Linked DNA regions of Gossypium hirsutum: region 1 is linked to region 2. A link is a contact called in public Hi-C data. All regions are on one chromosome and are shown on one strand. The core of a region is the stretch at or near the end of the contact, and the rest is flanking DNA. Distances in the headings are between cores, read along the strand shown.

Region 1 (2,773 bases), core at 122-2,621, 88 kb after region 2:
CATTTTGATCTTTAAACCACATAATATCTTGCAGCGTATAAAATAATAACTAGCACCTTATTTGGAGGGAAGGTGAAGCTTGTAAGATGTAAAGAGTACTTTTTCCCCCTAGAATTAAACATACCTCCGATATTTTATTGAGGAAAGTAATGTTACATCACTATCCAATAATTTTTGTGCTATATTATTGGCCAACACACAGTGAGTCTGGGTGTGCAAGATTATGTATCTTAATTGAAACACATTCTATGTTTGGGGTCCCTAGGCCACTAAATGGAAAATAAACCTCCCCCCATCTTCATTCCTTTTGCTTCTTAAAGCTGGAAAGAAATGAAAAAGTAAAATTATCCCCCAAAATATTTTGTTGTTCACTGAAAGAGACCCATGTTACCATAACCCCCTATCACTAAGGATTTTGTACACAAAATAAATCATAAGGGGTGCATATGACTACTTGATACATGTTTCTGCATTATTTCTGCTTACTCGAGTAATCCTTGTGCTTTAAATGGAGTTGTAATTTGATTTAATAATTACATATATATGCATAGAAAAAGAGAAGTAGGGATCGGGGAAATTTAATTGGGTTAAGTTATACTCCATTTGTTATATTTTTTCGGACTGTGATACGTGATAGCATAGTAAGCTATTTGGAGAATGTCACTTCACTTGTTACTAGCCAATCACCAAGGGACTGATGGTCCCGAAGGCTTGACCCCAGTCAACTTTTTGCCTTACCAGAATGGATCATTCCCGTGAGGCAAACAATCACTTGTTCTCTTGTTCAAAACGTGATTCCTTAGGCCACCAAATCTCACGTTGGTCTAACCACTCTACTTCAGGGATCATATGGAATGACCATATGCGTTTCATCACAAAAATCCTTCTCACACGTCTCTCAATGATGGTCTAATAACAGACCCGCCACATTAATCTCACCTAATACTGAACCTCTCTTATATATACCCTGAAATGATGAAGAAGGGATCAATCCTCAATCTAGCCCTGTTACTACCTCCAAAACAATCCTTTGCTATCTCAACCTTCTTGCTTGTTTCAACCTTCGACTCTTTGTTCAAATTAAATGAACCGGCCTCCACTAAGACCACCCCTCCCTCTTCTGTGTCTCCTCCATTTATTAAACCCATACACCAACACCATTATTTTTTTTAAAATTCATTATTATTTGATTCAAATTTAATCAAGGTATTAGGCATATTAACGGATAAAGGGGTGATTTATTGACTTGGTGCGAACAAGGGGGGGAATCATGGACAATTGGCTCCGCAGATTGGTGTTCATTTGGGTGAGTTGACCAGGTAAGGGCTAGGTGGTGGGGCAATGAATGTGATGAAATGAGTGTGAGTGAGGTGGTGAGGGACTGATTGGGTTTGAGCTGGATCTAGTGGTGGGAACCAATTTCACATGCTTGCACATGATGTCTTAACTTAGTTACCCTCCCAACTTCATCAGCATTTTTTCATTTCTATTCACTATTTTGATGAGTGGCCACTGCCCTATCCCCAGGGTAAGGATTTTGGACACTAATTATTCCACTCAACTCCACTCCCTCCTTAGCTATTTTCTCCACTTATGATTAGCCATATCTTTGTCATTGTCTAGCTAGTGCCTAATAGCGTACAAATCGTTCCATTTATTGGGATACCGTGTCTTCAGGAAATCGATGGAGATATGTTTTGGTTCCAAGTACGTTGATTTTGTGTCAACAACTAATTAGTTATAGAGGAGTTGGAGCGTTTAAATACAACTTTGAGTTTTATAGATTAAAAAGCAGCATTAAGATAGTTTATTTTCCATTAGAGATTTGAGTTTGATTTTGCATTTAATTAAAATTCAATATTATTATTATTAAATATTGAAAAATTTTGAGCTAAAACAAAAATAGCTTTCAACGAATCCAAATCATTACTAGAAATTAGGTGACAACTTCACCTTTTTAAAAATTTCAAACTTAGGTTAATCAATTCAAAAAGTTCATATCATTGTTTACAAAATAATAAATACATAATTTTATATTAATATTAATATATTTTATAATTAAATTTAAATAAAATTATTAAAAAATTAATTTAAATTCGAATCAAGCGTGCATGACATCAGTAAAGTTTTTTTTTTTAGTTATGGTGAGAAATAAAGAAATTATAGTTTTCATCATTTTACCAATTTCACATTTGATATTTCTTTTTTCGAACAATCTTATTATATGTTGTAATTATATTTGCTATTTTTTACACAATACATTGAGAACTATCGTAGTAATGCGAGTCTCAAAGCCTAATTTCAGACCCATGAATGTGCTGGGCTCATATTACATCAAGACCCAACAACAATGTCAAAGGCCAAGCAAATCAAACAAAGATTCAATCAAATATAATATTTGAGGATGAATCTTTTCGAGGAAAGGGGGAATGATACATGCATGGATGGGGTTTGTTTCTTGTGCATGATTTCTTTCTTATGATTTTTAGAAGTAGTTTTCTTCTCGATTTTCTTCAATGAGTCATGGAAATTCATTCTTCACCCTTCAATTTGTCAAGGATTATTTCTTGGGGGATTGATTAGAGTTATTAATTGAGTTTGTTGGGATTTATATCTCAAAGGATTTAACTGGGCATTTATCCTTCTATCCATCATAACCATTAGTTTACTCGTCCATCTTCCACTTTATTCTTTTTTAATTTCTATTTCTTATTTATTTATGATTTTTATATGCTTTTTTATTCTCAAATTTCTTGTAACATCCCTAACCCGT
Region 2 (2,700 bases), core at 199-2,698:
CCTAATTGAGTGCAAAAAAAAGGGGGGCTAATTGCTGTTTTAGAAAAAATTTGAGAGTTTTTTACGCCCTTAAGCCATTTTTTTAATATTATTACTTATTTTCTACATTTTAATAAATATATTTAATATTGACTTTATCATAAATTTGTTTAAATTTAATATTATTTGAATTAATTTGAAATAATTCAATCTATTTTTTGGCATTATGACAAATTCTAATATGTATCCATTTTAGCCTTTTGGTCTTAATTTTTTTGAGATTACTTCGTTGATCAACCTTCAAAATTTATTTAAATTGCATTGTTTTGAAAGGAAATTTTTTTTAAACTGTTAAAATTTTAATAGCATCGAAGTGACAACTCAAATGGCAGTCTACATGTACTTATTGTTTACATGGAGAAATCTTTTAATTTTACTTAATTTTTTTGAACTGTTTAATAAATTTTAATAATGTTTTAAATTTTTATGAAATATATGTGAATTGCCACACTAATACTATTAAATTTTCATGATCTAGTAAACTTTTTCATCTAGAAAAATACAATTGAACTAAATTTTGAAGATTGAGAAGCAAAATAATCCAATAAAAAATAAAACAAAAAAAGAATAAAAAATTATCATCATATACTCTACTCTTTTTTCCCCCAAAAATTTTTATCAACCCAACCTAAAAAGCTATTCCAATTAAAACTTTCATAATAAAATTAATATTAATAGTTAAATTTAATTATAAAAAATATGTAAACTATATTAAAAAAAATTAATATGTTTTAAAATTAAAAAAAACTAGCTTATTTCAATCTCTTTAAATTCTATTTAAATGAAATTTTCTTTGAAAGATTACAAGTACAATCAAAGTATAAATACAAGTTTATGTTCAAGCAACCACATAGTGTAGAATCAAATTATTACAATACAAACGAAAAATTAGAAATAATATACAATTAATTAATTACTATAGACTAAGCACTAGAATAATCAAGAATAAAACTGATTAATTGAATAAAATTCATACATAATAATACATGGTGAAGTAAAATTTATACGTAATAATATATGGTGGAACTCAAAGATCTATACATATAATTTACAAGATGAATCTTGAACCTTGATAATCAAAATTCAAAATTTTCACTTTTGCCAACTATACCAAAACCTTATTAGTTTACCCAAATGAGAGATCCAAAATGTTTTCGCTCAGAGTAATTAACACGTCTACGAGGCATGTTGGCAAAAGTCGTAAGCAGGCACAGGCAGAGCTTGGATTTTGCCGTATTGTGTAGTAATTTTATGGCTCAGTTTTGGAAGTTTGTTGGTGGTGAAAGGCCGAAAAGGACCCTACAACTTTTCTGCAGTTAATTTGTGAAAGTGTTGGGGGCTTTGAGAGTGGAGACCTGCCGGCATCATGCCTGCCTCTGTCCTACGCCACTGCCCATCAAATTCGTACTGTAGTTTTCAGTTTTCGCACATAACATGAGATTGGGCCACTCCCTCAAAATTATACGATTCTCTAACGATCCACGGTATTTGCCATCCCACTAAAACCAATTTAACATAAAATAGCCGGTACTATAACGATAGACAAAATTTTTTTATTTTGATGTTGGCATGTATATATACATTTTCTTGTTTTTCGGTACTTTTCAAATATTTTTCATATATACATTTATATCCTAGTTTCAAATTTGTTAATAAATTATATTAGATACATATACAATTAAATTTTAATTACATAAGTATAAATGTGATTATATGTAAATATAAATTTTAAAATTTTTTCTACATTCAATAATTTAATTGTATTTTACTTTTAGATGTTATTATAAAAAGAATAAAAAATCAAGCGAAAATGAAAAAGAAATTAAATTTTTATTTATGTTCTGGACCATTTTACTAAAATGTTCATTTCCTACTTTATTTACGGAAATGAGCCACTTTAAACTTTATTTACCGGAATGAACCAAAAAACCCAAAACATGCCTACGTGGAAGCATTTTAAGAGGAAATCTCAGAAAAGCACGCTGACAGGAACACACTTTACCCCGTGTCAGCAAAAACACACTGACGTGGGTGCACATTTATCTTTTCTCAGATTAAATTTTCAAAAAAGTTCATTTTTTTAAATATTATAAAAATAGACTAATTTTTTTTAGAAATTTACGAGAATAAGCCTTTATAATGACCCAAAGTGGCAACACTATTTTTATTTTATTTTAAGGTATCACCAATTAATATGAAAATAAAACTTATAAAGCAAATCTTTATATAGACTCAAAGTCTCATTTCTCTTATTTTCTTAAGCAATGTGGGATATGAGATATGTGTATATATAGACTCATGAATAGGTTTACAGCTTGTTCCTAAATAATGTAGGATTCCTTCCTCTTTTGACTAACAACATAATATTAAAGGCTATGCTATATTTTATATTTTTTTACTTATAGAGTTTAAATTTTTTTACAAAAAGTTAACATTTGTTACATTATAAATAAAACTTTTAAACTCTATAAGTAAAAAATATATAAAATATAAAATGAGTATGGTAAAATATTTAAAAATAAATATTTAAAAAGGTACTAATAGTTGAGTGATCATTTTGTAAGTTTTTATAATTCGATAGCCAAAAAATCATAGTTAAGTGACTACTAATGTAATTTAATCTAGATATAAAAATATGAAAAATAACTATTAGATTTTATA

What was found. Hi-C and Micro-C count contacts between places; a contact is called where the count stands out from the background.
Region 1: a contact with region 2 is called in a Hi-C map of leaf, with 1.6 times the contacts expected there. The contact joins two enhancer-like sites. A contact is called at or near these places in 2 of 34 Hi-C or Micro-C datasets (callus and leaf).

Annotation. Positions count from the first base shown.
Region 1 is chrD02:61,734,225-61,736,997 of Gossypium_hirsutum_v2.1, forward strand. No RefSeq gene overlaps it. Among protein-coding and RNA genes, the nearest start is that of LOC121215068, 53 kb to the right of the region's middle. Within about 2 kb of position 1,372, at least 4 of the 9 cell types and tissues checked have an H3K27ac peak or open chromatin away from gene starts, as enhancers often do. A contact at or near this core is called in leaf, where this site is marked.
Region 2 is chrD02:61,646,368-61,649,067 of Gossypium_hirsutum_v2.1, forward strand. No RefSeq gene overlaps it. Among protein-coding and RNA genes, the nearest start is that of LOC121214999, 22 kb to the left of the region's middle. Within about 2 kb of position 1,449, at least 2 of the 9 cell types and tissues checked have an H3K27ac peak or open chromatin away from gene starts, as enhancers often do. A contact at or near this core is called in leaf, where this site is marked.